Linked DNA regions of Mus musculus: region 1 is linked to region 2. The links are chromatin contacts, called in public Hi-C maps. All regions are on one chromosome and are shown on one strand. Each heading gives the region's core, a stretch centred on a gene start, on an enhancer-like site or on the middle of the called end of the contact. The rest is flanking DNA. Distances are from core to core; before and after follow the strand shown.

Region 1 (7,406 bases), core at 979-3,478, 210 kb after region 2:
GCTGAGTCCTCGGGCCGGGGACCAGATGGGGGCCCAGAGCCCGATGTCCAATGCCACTGGCTCCCCAATGGCAGGGTCCTACCCGATCTGAATCTGCCCTGAATACATTGTGAGGACCAGCATAATGGAGAAGCCGGTTAGGAGGCCAAGATTCTGGATGACAAAGGGGACCAGAAAGCTGTCGTTCTTCTCATCCTCCTGGCAGACTTCATTCATCTCAGGGAACTGAGAAGGAAGAGAAAAAAATGAGTTACAGATTCTGTTAACATTGTCCCAATCACTGTGATGTCTGGTTCTCAAGTGGTGGACCGTATTTTTGGAAGGATGTTTTTGGTAGTTCTGGGGACTTTTCTGGAGTTAAGGAGGTCACTGGGGGGGAGGGTGTTATCTTTGACCATTCTCTGTAGCTCTCAACAATATGGCTGCCTAAACAAGACCCAAACAATGCAGACACCAGATGATGTGTCAGCGTGGGCTGGGGAAACCTCACAAAGCCCCGCCCCTAAATGAAGAGTTATAGACAATTAGTTAGTGACTACTCAGATGCAGAGAAGCCAGTCTTCCTCAGGGATAAGCTCCCTGATTGGGAATCCAGTACATATGTACAGACGAGCAACATCAAATGGACTTGGAAGTTTGTATATTATATATATGTGTGTGTGTATGTGCATTCTTTTTTTTAAAAGATTTTTATTATTATTTACTTCATGTATATGAGTACACTGTAGCTGTACAGATGGATGTGAGCCTTCATGTGGTTGTCGGGAATTGAATTTTTTAGGACCTCTGCTCATTCTGGTCAACTCCGCTCACTCAGTCCCTGCTTGCTCTGACCCTAAGGTTTACTTATTATTATTATTATATTATATTATTATATTATATTACATAAGTCACCGTAGCTGTCTTCAGACACACCAGAAAAGGGCGTCAGGTCTCATTACAGGTGGTTGTGAGCCACCATGTGGTTGCTGGGATTTGAACTCAGGACCTTCAGAAGAGCAGTTAGTGCTCTTACTTGCTGAGCCATCTTGCCAGCCCTATATGTGTATTCTTATATCTCTCAATAATAATTAGAGAGAAAAGACTGTGCATTTGAGAGGGAGCAAGGTGGTGGTGGGGGCCACAGGAGTTGGGGGGAGGTAAATGATATAAATACAGCACTTATATATGAACTTATTAATTAAAACTTAAAAGGACATCCATAAGGTTACCATTAACTTGTGGTAGACAAAAGTCTAAGTGATGCCTTTTCTTTCTCACTCCCTCTTTTCTTTCTGTCTACACAGCACACCTTTTCCATCAAACTGAAATAAGGACCCTAGCCTGAGTATGGTCAATTTTCTATAGTGAAATGCTAATAGAGAGACCAAAGTTCTCCCTTTAAAACCCAATGACTTCTGGGTATAGTAGTTTACACCTGTCTGCCCAACATCTGGTGGGTAGGGGCAGGGCTGCAATGACTTTGAGACCAGCCTGGGCTACAGAGTGAGACTCTTGTCTCATGCAAACCCAAACAAAAACCCCGAATGCTGCATTGAAAAGGTCAGATTATTATATCATTTTAGATTTAAAAAATTTATTCGATGCGTGTATGCTATATGTAGGTGCTTTAGCTGCCTGTATGTCTGTGTACCACATGGATGCTTGGGCCCTTGTGGAACACAAGAAGTAGGATCCCCTGGGACTGTAGCTAGGAATCAAACCTGGGTTCTCTTCAAGAGCAGCCAGTGCTCTTAACAGCTGAGCCATCTCTCTAACCCTGAATTGTTACTTCTTAAAATCAGTGAATTGGGTTGAGTGTGAAAGAGACTTCAATAAAGCCAATACAAAAAACAAAATCTTGGGCTGACAAGATGGCTCCGTGTGACAGAGCATTAGGTGCCTAGTCCCATCTTAGGAACCCATGACATAAAGAGAACCAAGTCCCACAAGTTGTTTCCCATGAGAATTATCACGCATCTACACACATATCAATGTAAAGAATTAAAAACCAAACACACCCGAACGTGTGGCCTTTAGCTGCCCTCCTGTCCAAGAGGCAACCAGAAACCACAGCACTTACCATATCGGCTAGGGCAATATACAAGAACATTCCTCCAGCCAGTGCAAAAATCCAGTTTGCAGAGAAGTGGCTGCCAGCCAGGATGCCAAAGGCCAGACCCAAATAGCAGCAGCAGGCAGAGAGGAAGTTGAAGAAGAGAGCCTGCTGGATGCTCATGCCAGCATTGAGCAGGATGACGAAGTCTCCTGCAATGGCATGAGAACAGGAAGCGGGCTGAGTCAGGACGCACGACACTAATGAATGGGACTGCTTCAGCTACGGGTGAAGCATGTGCGGGTGAAAATCTCATTCTCAGGTGGTATTGGGATAAAGGCACACCCATCTTCCAATCCTGGCCATGACCTCGCAGCACAGAGGCTGCAAAGCCCTCATAGACTTCTGGAAGAACATAAGCAACCAGCACCGGCCTCATCGCTCCCCACACAGAGGCTGAAAATAATCCACAGGACTTTAAATGTCTATAACCAACCAGCAACATCCTCACTTCTTTTTTGACTGATGGTGAAATGAAAATAGCTCCCTGTCTCCTAACGGATGGCACGGTCAGGACCAGACTTGAGAGAGGGAGAAATTAGTGCTCAAGCCAATAAATGCCAAAGTTAGGAGCCCGTGTTGTCACTGGGTCCTGAGTCATGGCTTCTTAGACTCCCTTGATAAAACTACACGCACCCCTAGGCGCTGGCTTTTCTGCTTCATTCACATGACATGCTTTCTAGCTTCTACAGGATGCAGGACATAAAGAGGGGATCTTTACTGAGTAGCCACAATACTGTGTGGCACCTGGCAAGTCCTTTTCAACATTTGTTTGCCTATAATCCCCTTGATGATTCTAAAAGGCAGGTGTAGGTATTAATCATGCTATACAGGTGGGAAAATTAAGCCACAGGACACAGGGCTCATGGGATAAAAATCTCCCTGTAAGAACCTCTATAGTTCTAAGCTATGCTCCACTGTTATAATTCCAGAGTTAGCGAGACAGGGCGTTAATTCAGTGAGTGCTGTGGTGGAGGTGGGAGGAGCAGCAGGGATGTGATGCAAGAAGGGTGTCTCGGTGTCTCAGACAAAAACTGAGACAGCTGGAACACGGGGACAGGGACTAAGCACTCACCCAGCTCATGAGGGAATTCCTCACAGAGAATGGCCACTGACGTGCTGATGCCTTGGAAGACAGACACAGTGAAGGAGGCACCAATAGCCAGGCCATCGATGAAATTGTGGAGCCCATCGCTCAGGGTGATCATCCAGGCCAAGGTCCCGATATCAGAGTAGCGGACCCCCTTGAGCCAGTAGCAAGCACTCTGGGATGCCTGCAGGTCCTATGAGAAAGGACACACCAGTGGACTTCAGGTTACAGAGTGACCTCCGGAGAGCCTGACTCACAAAGGCGTGGCTTCTGTGTCGAGGCTTCCCCGGGGGCACTCAGGGCTGCTGACCTGCACAGACATGGAGTTGACAATGACCTTCTCGTCCGTGCCAGGCGCCTTGCCATCCAGCTCGCTGTTGCAGTGCTGAGGGATCATGTGATCCAGGTCCCCGTTCTGTAGCTTCTCGGTCACACCCTCCTCCTGGTCCTTCTTGGAAGGAAGTGTCTCGGAGGTAAAATGGTTATGCCCGTGATGGTGCTAGGGTAGGAAGAGTGAGCAGTGTTACTGATCAAAACTGCCAGCCCAGCCCAGCCCAGCCCAGCCCAGCCCAGCCCAGCCCAGCCCAGCCCAGCCCAGCCCAGCCCGGCGCCCACCACTTGGAGGAAGCACGCCAAGGCTGGGGAAGAGCTTATTCCTATATCCAAGGAAACTGAGCAGGTCACACACAGGGACGTAGAGAAATTGGTATAGCCGGTGGCAACACATACAAAGACAGGGACTTTCTAGTAGGCAAAGAAGTCTCCTGCTGTCACCCAATCCAGTGAGGTGACCACTACTCTAAGTTCTTAGGTTGCTCTTTTAAGATGGCCACTTCATTCAACTCTAACAGGCAGTGACCCCATGCCAGCGACAGGAGGCCTCTTATACAGGAGCTACACCAGTCAGAGCTGTTCCTGGATGCTTGTAACCAAACCTCTTTACTGTCCTCTATAGAGAGAATGCCAGGCTTGCTCTGCAAGCGCCGTCACGCGCTGCTACACCCCACCGACCCACGTCAGCACTTTTGTTTTCGAGGTTAGGGTTTTCCACTGGATAGGTCATCATTAACAACTGGGCCTCACCTCGTTTTTCTGCTTCAAGAGCATCTTCAGGATCTTTTCTGTGAAAAAGAAAAGGTAGAAACCCCCAAACACCACTGCAGACTTGGAGACGTAATTGTCCTGAGGGTTGAAGCCAAAAGCCTGTGGGCGCAGGAAAACAGAATGAGTTTACAAACATAAGCCTTCAGCGGCTCTCATCTGCTTACCACTCTCCACTCTGGGAGACGGGCAGTCTGCTGGCTGCCCATTCTCCGGCCAGCAGAAACCTAGCCTCTGCATTCCCCTGACTCGCCAGCACTAGCCTGGTGCCTGCATATTCTCTTTGGATACAAAAGGCAGGCTGTCTTTAGGCTTTTCTGATCCTGGGCATTTGGATCCAGGACCTTGGGTTTGCTAGGCAATCACCTTACCACTAAGCTACATCTCCAGCTCTTAGGGTTTTATTATATGTATTTTACATTTACTTAACTTTTATTTATGTGTACGTGAATGTGTGCGTTTGCAAATATGCATGTAGGTGGCTGAGGAGGCCAGAGGAGGGTGCCAGTTCACCTGAACCTGGAGCTGTAGGCACCCACCCGGGAGCCATGTGCACGCTGGGAGCCAAACCCTGGGCCTCGGGAAGAGCGGGAAGAGCGGCAAGCATTCTGGGTCGCATGATAGGCAGGAACTACCATGGCCACTTGGCTTGCTTGCTTTCTTTTTCTTTTCTTTTTGACTAGGTCTCACTACATAGACCAAGCTGTCCTCAGACTCACAGAGGTCAGCCTGCCTCTACCTCCCCAGATCTGGGGATTAAAAGGTGGTTGTCTCCTTTTAATGAGGACGCTGTCTTAATCTCTGTTAGTGCTTAGCCACAAAAGCACTTAGTCAGCAAATTCCACGTATAAAGGGAGGCCACCTGCGTTTATTTTTGCCTCATCTACTGTCCTCGGTTCATCTGCCCGTAAACACAACGGGAAGTGGCTTAGTTACGATTGCTAAAAGGAGAAAATCCATTCTAGTTCCACAGCAAGAATTGCAGCATCGTCCTGACCACAGAATCTTGAAAGGACCACAAACCAAAAAAAGCAGGCTCTGTCCCTGCAGGCATCTTGGGGTGGATAAAAGCCAGGCCTAGTTCCACAAGCCTGCAGTTTCCCAAACTCAGGAGGAGGAGGTGGGAGGACCCCAGGACTCTAAGGCCAGCCTGCCCAGCAAAGGTTCCATTTCTCTAGAACAAAATAAAAATATTTTTGAAAAGAATGGACTGGGGGGTATGCTGCTCTGAGTTCTTTCTGGAAATTTCACTTAAGTAAGGAAGGGTAAAAGAAGGTGGGAGTAGCCAGAGAGCTGTCCTAAGTCTGGCTCCTGGTTTATGGTGCCAAGTATCCAATGACCTGTTTGTGTCGTTTCTAACAGAAAACAGGCTCAATTCCCAGTACTTGGGAGACGGAGGCAGGAAGACAGCAAGTCTAAACCCATGAGGTGAGGCTATCTCCAAAAATATACTCCAGGTCTCTTGGGAACAGGACAGAGACAAGAGCTAACCCTCCTGAAGGAGAACCCCAAGTGACTTCAAGGGCAAACATTTCTCTTCCTGCAGTTTAAGGCAGCACGCGCCTTAGAGGGCTGCTCTAGCCTCGGCCTCTAAGAGACCAGGAGGGCAAATGTTAAAGAAACCCTGCTTGCAGGCCAGCTCTTCTGGAGAAGAGGTGCACCCTGGGAAAAAGTGAAGGACGAGCCAGTAGGTGAGGCGGGACTCAAGAGCACAGGACTCATTAGACCTAAGCTTAGGGTAGTGGCCACTCATGCAGGTCAGACTTTTTTGGGGGGTAGGGGGCGTGGGAGCAGGGAGAGACATGATTCATTTAACAGACATCACAATTGCTCCACCTAGAACACAAAACAATACTGTAGAAAACAGTGTTCTCAGAAGCATGTGAGACTGGCCCTTGCCTTTGCTCAGGCTTGTCAGACCACCCGCAGTGAAATGCATTGTGCTTATTATAATTAGCAGGTCCACTGAACATACTCTCTAAATCACGCAGGCTTCAAAACAGTGGCTCCCTTCTCTCCCGTGGAAGGTCACCCACCGTGAAGGTACCACAAATGTCCTGCTTCCTCTGGATTTCCTTTGCCCTCAAACTCCCTACCAAAGAGCTGGGTTTTTACTGAGAACTGGGGGTTTCGCTGTGGTTTGCTTCTCTAAATTAAAGCCCCACACTGAGGGTCAGAGCTATTCGAGGTTGCTTGTCTTCCACCTATGTGTAAGTGTGTTTTGCCTGCATGTACATGTGTGCACTGTGTGTGTGTGTGTGTGTGTGTGTGTGTGTGTGTGTGGTCGCGGACACACACCTGGTACCTGCAGAGGCCACAAAAGGGCATGAGACTATCTGGAACTGGAGTTAGAGTTTGTAAGCTCCCTGTGGGTACTGCGAATCGAACCAGCTGAGCCATCTTTTCAGTGCCAAGTTTCATTGGCGTTTCACTCTACGGTCCCAGCCTTTGGGAGGCACCCATATGCCTTTGAGAGTCATCCTATTGTTTCTCATCTTATACAAAGAACAGAAGTGAATGGCTCGTCCATGTGTGGGGTCTGGTTAAGGATGGGATTTTAACCTAGCCCTTAAATCTTGCCTAGCTTGGTCCTAGCTTTCCTTTCCAAACAAAGGAGTCTTGGGGGCCAGTCCCTGTAACTTCCATGTACATAGAGGCTCCCCCCACTGTGCCTACTGCCCCTCGCTGACAGGGGTGCTCTGGTGAGAGCGCTGCAGCTTGTCATACCTCTGGGATGAGCTGGAAGAGGGCGTTGGAGTAGAGGGTTCCAATCGCCAAGGCTATGAAGTAGAGCAGGAGCCTCTTGTAAAAAGTCTTCTTCATGAAGGGCACCACGCTGGCCCCCATGAGGGAGCAGAGGGAGATGACGGTAACGCAGAGGAAACCGTACCCCCATACTGCCAGCCCACCCAGGACAGGGAGCAAGGCAACCACCAGGACGGGAAGGAGGTGGACAGGAGAATTGTGGGTATGAACAAAGGAACCCAAAAAGAAAGACCAGAGATGGAGAGAGAGAGAGAGAGAGGGAGGGAGAGAGAGAGAGAGAGAAAGAGAGAGAGAGAAATAGGAGATTTGTTAGTGATTTGGGTCTGATGCAATTTCCTTCAATCAGTGCAGGAG
Region 2 (7,252 bases), core at 2,511-5,010:
GCTGAGAGGCTCCCACTGCTGGGTGGAATCAAAGCATTGGCTGGAGGAGGGGGGGCTTCCTGCAGATCTAAAGTCTGAAGCCCTACTCCTTGATACCCTGGCTAAACTTCCTCTGCACCCTTGTTTGCCCTGGCTTCCCTTGACATCTGGATTATGGGCTCCCTGAAGGTCTTCCAGGCTGAGTCAGGAGGTGCCCTTTGCTCTCACCCTACCAGGTGCTGCCATCTGCTGGTGCCAGCTTGCCAAAGGGCAGGAAGCATATTAAAGTGCTCTTGGTTAGGGGCTTTGGTAATGGGCTCGCCCTTCAGTACTGACACTCCTTCTGGCTCCAAATGCAAGTCTGGGAGCCCACTGTACCTTGACAGAGCTAAAGACAGTCAGAGGTGGTAAGAACTTTGGAACTCATTAAGGAGAGGTGATATGCTCAAGTGGTTAAAGAAGCAGAAAAAGAGCTAGGATGCCCAGGTTGGAATTCTCCTTCATCACTCCATGGCTGTGCTTCATACCTGTAAGATGACAACAGTGACAGCATCACCTACCTCACAGCATTGTTATATATTGGTCACCTAGAATAATATATGGCATGGCTTGCATAGTTGATTATTAACTATTTGTCAAAATAACAAAATAAGACAGCACACATACCATCTTAACCCCTTTGCTCATTCATAGCAGACATTACTAATCCATCACTGTATGTCTTCACCAGACTCACAGAGTGAGTCTCCAGAATCCTCAATATAGTATTCAAGGCAGCTAATAATAAACAATCAAAATTGGCATATGGTGTGACACTCATTTGTCAAACCTGATTTAGACTGGAGTCTTTACATTGTGGTCAAGGAAGATAAAGCCCATTGGAAGAAAGTAGTAGCTCTCAACCCCTTGGAAGCAGAGTCAAGGCCTAGTGGGTATTCCTAGTCCATATTGTTGTTTGTCAGCCTGGTTTCAGATATGACCCTTCACTCTGACTTTTAAGTAGTCAATGTGGGCCTCCCATCCTCCATAAATTTTTACTCTGACACCTTTGTCTTCTGCCACCTTTGCTTGCCATTCCATGCCCTTGGCTCTTGAATTCTCAGGGAACCCTGATTTAGTGGTACCCTTCTAAGCAAGTGAAAAGCATGGTGAAGCAAGACGAGGAATCCATGGAGAACATTGAAAGTCTGGATCTTGGTCTATTTCAGGAGCCTCTCAGGGCTTCCTGAAAGAGTTAGCCAGCCCTAAACTTCATATGGGAAAGCCTGGGACAAAGCAAGATGTAACATATTCTGAGACAAGGCCCCATGGGGAGCATTTGTGCATAAGTTTCTGAGTTAAAGACTCTGGGGAAGAGGTCAGGGGAACAGTAGATCAGTTCTTCAATAGCTTTGTTCATCAAATAGACCCCTGCCATCTGCCATCTGGGGAAGAAGCAATGATTACTAACTAGGCTTGCAGTCGGGAGCATCACCTCTACCTGAAGCCCTTCCAACTCCCAGCCTCTACTTCTAAACTGACCCTGTTCCTTTCCATCCCCAAAGAGGCATGATCAGCCTGCATTGTACTGCCCTTTGGTTATAGAAAGGCAAGATATAGCTTCCAGTCCTGCAGACCATGTATGCTAGATGTGTGCATGCTACCTCACAGGGAAGTTCACAGAGAGAAGCTTCAAGGTATACACAACCCTAAACCTAAGGCCCTACTTGCTGAAAGGAAGGAAGGCTATGTTAACCTCAGAGACCTCCAGACACTTCCCAGGCAAACCCTAGGAAGCCAGCATTCTCCCCAGTATCCTAGAAGACCCTGCTGATTATGTTAAAGTCTGAGGTGGGCAATAAACAAACAGCCCCAGTTAGGCCTCAGCTCTCCCTGAAGATTCAGATTTAGCTTCACCCTCAGACATCAACAATTGCTCAGACCTGCTCGTTTCTCTGGGCTTGCCTCTCTGTTCCAAGGTCTTTCTTCTCTGTCCCATTTCCCAAGAGCCTCTAGATCAGTGGTTCTCAAGCTATGATGGGTCATGACCCGTTTACAGGTCCTGCACATCAGACATTCACATTACAATTCATAACAGTAGCAAAATTACAGTTTTGAAATAGCAACAAAGATAATTTTATGGTTGGGGGTCACCAAAACGTGAGGAACTATATTAAAGGGTTGAAGCTCTAGGGAGGTTGAGAACTAATATAACAGTGCACTTGGAAATTGACTGAGAGGGGATTCATCAGCAGTATTATCCATCCCCACTTCTGATAGATGAGGAGTCAAGGCCCAGAGAAGGGACATGATTTTTGTGAAATTGATCATGCTGCCAAAGATGGGACTAGAGCCCTGAGTTCTTCCCTTGGTCCAGATCTCATCCATTCTTGTCCTGCAAAATGTGTCAGCTACTCCAACCAACAGCCCCCAAACAGACTTCTCTCGATATACACAGTCCTAGGCTAGAACTTTTGAAAATATTGCTCACCACAGACGATGTCTGAGGGAGGCTGAGTATGGGGCAGGGGGAAATGGGGCAGAGCCATCCACAAGTGCTGGAACACCAAGAGACTCACAATCACACAGTGTTTCCATTCATCTCACCCCATACAAAGCTGCAAGACTCTCCCAACCCATGCTCTCTGCCTCAGCTGTTTGTCAAGGATTCTGGGTCTTCTATTCTCTTCAAGACCACTCCTTTGCTCCTGCTTACTTATTTCCTGAAGAAATAGCATGGTGATGGTCTGTGACATGTCTTGAGGGAGCCACCTCCTATTGGAAAGCCTTTTTAAAACTAAAAGCCATCCCTTGTTCCTCCTCCTCTGAGCCCCTGGGCCCTGGGAATTTGGGACACGTTGTATATACCTCTGCTCTAGGTCATAGGGACTTAGCTGCTCCCCTGGCTGTGCCTACAACCCTCCAGGTACATTTGAAGAAAGCGAAGTCCTAGAGAGGTCAGGAGAGAGGATTGGAACGGTTCTCTCTGCTTGAGTTTCTGGCTTCTAAAGCAGGAACTTGGGCAGAGAAACTCGGTTCAGCGTATAACTCTAGGTAGTTTGTGGTACACTGGGGCTCTGAATTCTGAGGCCCAATGCAAGCTGTTTGCTTAGATCTTATTCTTCTAAAACCCCATGCACAGCTCCAGGGGCCCCTAACAGCCTGTCCAGCAACTTGTTAGGATTTTTCCTAACATTGCCGAGGCCTTCTACTCCTGTTGTTGTTGTTTTGTTTGCTAGGCTTTGGTGTATTGTTTTCTCTTAAGACTGGATTGATTGTGAAGCCCAGATGGGCCATGTTGTCAACATTAGCCTCGAACTCATGACCTCTCCCTGCCTCAACCTCCAGAATTCGGGGATTGCAGATACCTGTCTGTCATCACACCGGGCTTTCTGAATCTTCCCTCATTGAATAGCTTCACAGACTAGTCCACCCTGAAAAGCACTTAACTCTGTTTCCATTCGAACCCCGAACCTTCTTGAAGAGGGGGGAGGGGACCCAGGTGATGTAGGTGAGACATGCAACATTTTCAATACGAAAGTGTGTAGAGCAAAGCGCAAGCTTCCCGTCTACTGTGTCTCCTCTAGCTCCTTCCCCTGTCGCCGCTTGTGTCTCCGAGTTAGAAACCCCATATCAGACAGAAACTGCAGCCCGTGATGGGTTCTACGCACAGAGCCTTAAAAGCAGGGCCGGAGCGCAACCACGTCCCGCAAAGAAAGTCCGCCTCAAACAACAAGAGAACAAAGTGTTAACGCGTGGGCCCGCCTCCCTCCCGCCTCTTCCGGGCATAAGGGGGCGTGTCCCTCATCACTTCCTGGAGACTGGCCGAATCCGGAAGTGATCCTCGAGAACCTACTTTTCTACCGAGGACCCCGGCAGTCGGCGTGGGTTTAGGACCATGAGCTGGTGAGTGAGGCCGGGTGGCGTCGGCTGGAGCCAGGGCGGCCCGACAGCCCTGCTCCTAAGCGGTTCCGGGAGCCTCCTCGGTGCTCTCCCGGAGGCTCCATCTCTCGGCCAGACTCCCGAGGAGGATCCCTTAGCCTTGGACCCGCGTCTGATCCCTGTTGCCTGCCCTTTCTCCCATCGCATTTCCTTTCACCTCCTTGGCGTGAGGAGTCCCTCTTCCCTCTTCTCTCAGCTATCCATTGAGGTGGAGTCAGTGTCCTCCTTCGCTCCCGTGGGCATCTCTACACCGCGCTTATCTGCTCCGGAGCTGTGTTGCTCATTGAGGCAGACTAGGCACAGTTCTGTGACCAAAATCCAGCTGCTTTCAGACAACTGGAATAACATCACCTAACAGTGCCTCAAAAGACGAAATTCTTTTTAAAAATGTAAAAGTTGATTCTCACATGGGAAGGATCAGAATTGCACCACACACACACACACACACACACACACACACACACACATTTAATGTGTGATTGGACTGTTTGAATCTTTCCAGGGCTGTGACCCCACTGCCCTCTCTCTAAGATAGACATAGCTTAAACTTTATGGGGATCGTCAAACCAAGGAGCCATAGAGCTGGAATGTCACAGCTGCAGATGGGGGTGGGGGGAGCTCACGGTGGATACTTCCTGTTTGTGATTAGCCTAATGTGGAAGGTCCTCTTTCCCCAAAAGCTGGTCCTTAATTGTTGCTCTGGGGTTTTTGTTTTTGTTTTTACGTGCAGATGAAAAGTCATAAATTTTCTGTCTTCCTAGGGCTTCTTTAAAGGCTGTCAATGTCTTTACCATTAGGCCCAAGAGCCTGTGTGTCCATGGTCCCCACTCAAACTCCTAACTGTTTACAATGCATTTGTATGAATAAATTGGCCTCCAAGGAAGTATGAGATTAATCAGCCCTCTTTAGATCCCAAGGTGCATTAATGTAGGGGGCTGGACTTGCTCAGAGCCCAGTCTGTTATGCAAAATAAGTGCATGATAATCAGCTATGAATGAATGAAATTAGCTAGACACCCTCTGAGAAGGCTTTCACACTTGACCACCAGTGGAGACCAAGCTTTCGCCACAAGCAGCTAATGTCAGTCAATGTCAAGGATAGCTTTCTAATGTACAGTGTAAACCACTTCTGCCCCTTCCTCCACCTGCTTCTCAGACTGAGGTTAATTGGTGGACAAATGTCAGACAGCTGGAGAAGCAGGGAACAGAACACACACACACACACACACACACACACACCCGCGAAGCTCTAATAAGCCTCAGCAGGAGATACTCATTTCCCCTCAACCTCTTCCTCCAAGAGGCCCACAGAAAGCTGGAACCCCTAAAAGCTAACTTCCCCATCTTGTTACAGCTTAGCTAGTGACAGGTCAAGGGGCACTTCCTCAGTTCCCTTTGCTAAAGGGAAATCTCCTGAAGCAGAGTCGTTTCTTTTAAGCATCAGTCTGTGTACCTCCAGCTTCATGATGCTAGAAGTCATCTTGGTTTATGCACCTTGAATCTTTGAATCTCTCTTGCCTAATTTTTAAAAATAAAAAAGAAAGTATAGGTGCTTTCCGTTTAGACTGACATTTCTATTTTAAAAAAAAAAAATAGAATAAGTGGAACAGAGGCCACTAGAGGTGTTGGTTCTCTGAATGGGCTCCTCCTCCTCTTCCTCCTCCTCTTCTTCCTTCTCCTCCTCTTCCTCCTCCTTTTCTTGAAAACTAGCATTTTTTTTTCCAAACCATTTTCCAACAAAGCCCATCAGGTTGGAGAGACTTGGAATTGGCAGCCACTAACAGGGCTGAGGTTGTCATGAACTACTTGGCCAGTACAAGCACATCTTAGTGCCTCTTTGGACGGAGGGTCACAACCAAAAGCATGGCTTTGTCCCTGAAGGAAGAGATCCATTTCTCTTCCTGCTTCGAGGGCTTCTACGTCATCTCTTGCGTGGACCCTGACCCTCTCTCCCAGAGAGGGGACCAACGCCCGTGCCTGGGCACACAATCGCACTCAGTTCCTAGCTCAATGGCTGGCAGGGGAACGAGAGTTGGGTCCTTCTGACTCACTCGCAGCGTGGTTTTTCTGCTCCCAGAATGAATCCATCCATTCATCTGAGATTGGAATTTTCACTAGGGGAAGAGACCAGAGTGACGTAGAGCCATCATGGGAGGCTGATGCCCAAGGTCAAGTTCACCAAGTACATGGACTAGGCCAAGCCTAGTTAAATAAGGCCTGAGGCTGCTGTGGTCCGTGGTGCCCAAAGGGTATCCATTGTTCTGGACTAGGCTGTCCTTTCAAAATGTCACAGTGAGAAATGTCCAATATTGATGCCCTTTGCACACTGTGGACTTTGCAGGAAGAGTAAGAGGTCTTTGTTTGTTTCTTTCACTGTGCAGGCAGCCTGCATAACCCCTGTTTATTTAGTGAGTACCTGCACTACCACCACCCACCTACCCATTAGCCTTCCAGCAAGGCAACTCAGTGGTCTGCCCGATTTGGAAGGAAGCATTGGATATTTGCCTCTCAGAGCACTAGTCCACCTCTTGGCCCCAAATCACACGCTCCCCACTTTGTCCTCACCCCTGCTCCACCTGTTTCTGCATAACTGTGTATTCAGTGCAGTATGTTGTGAAAATGAACTACAACTAAAGGTAATTGCCGGGCATGGTGGTACACACCTTTAATTCTAGCACCAGGGATTAAGGCCAAACTGGTCTACAAAGTAACTTCTAGACCAATCAGAGATACACAGTGAGACCTTGTATCAAAACCAAAGAAGAACAGTGACTTTAATCTCGGCTGTCTCAAAGAATTATAGCTTTCCCTGGATCCATGGACCTCCATAATCTGAGGTTTAAATGACAGGACAGGGGTGGGGTGCTGAGGTGTCATTTGAGAAGGAAAGGAATTAAAGGTAATAGAGATAACGTTGGACTAGGAAACCAAGTACTCCACTCAAGTCCAGGTTCTGTTGCTCACAGGGTGGCTGGTCAGCCTTCCCAGGTCTTGTTTTCTCCCTCTGTAACATGGACCAGATAGATAATCTCAGGAGATGCCCTGCCACAGAAGTCCGCTGGGCCACGTGAGGACTGTGTGCCCCTTCCTGACATTTAGGCTTTCTCTCACTCGCAATCTTCTTAGATATTGATATTCCTCAGACAGAGTGTGCAGTGTGTTTGCAAGTGAACAATTGATACCCCACAGGTAGGGTATCTGGTAAGTTAGGTGTCTTCACCTTAAGGCCTTTTTCAGTTCTGATTTTTATGGAGCTGACGCACAAAGATGATATTCAACCAATATTTGTTGATTAAGTGCTGTTAAACATTACAAAGGTACCGAATGCTAAGGGACATTTGGAAGGCTGCAAG

Evidence for each region. Hi-C and Micro-C count contacts between places; a contact is called where the count stands out from the background.
Region 1: a contact with region 2 is called in a Hi-C map of embryonic fibroblasts, with 2.7 times the contacts expected there. The contact joins the enhancer-like site here to the promoter of Bin3 in region 2. A contact is called at or near these places in 7 of 39 promoter capture datasets (the 3T3-L1 cell line, the C10 cell line, cranial neural crest and 3 more), 3 of 484 Hi-C or Micro-C datasets (brown adipocytes, embryonic fibroblasts and myocytes), 1 of 115 datasets of contacts at active chromatin or transcription factors (pancreatic cancer cells) and 1 of 9 other capture datasets (adipose tissue).

The regions. Positions count from the first base shown.
Region 1 is chr14:70,306,588-70,313,993 of GRCm38.p6, forward strand. Slc39a14 (solute carrier family 39 (zinc transporter), member 14) reads right to left here. Exons shown (of 10, transcript NM_144808.4): 5 at 7,014-7,183; 6 at 4,269-4,388; 7 at 3,496-3,684; 8 at 3,171-3,378; 9 at 2,063-2,247; 10 at 1-225. The coding sequence ends at 79. Among named protein-coding and RNA genes, the nearest start is that of Ppp3cc, 21 kb to the left of the region's middle. Within about 2 kb of position 2,229, at least 42 of the 459 cell types and tissues checked have an H3K27ac peak or open chromatin away from gene starts, as enhancers often do. A contact at or near this core is called in embryonic fibroblasts and pancreatic cancer cells, where this site is marked.
Region 2 is chr14:70,096,333-70,103,584 of GRCm38.p6, forward strand. Bin3 (bridging integrator 3) reads left to right here and starts at 3,761. Exons shown (of 9, transcript NM_021328.4): 1 at 3,761-3,864. The coding sequence starts at 3,857.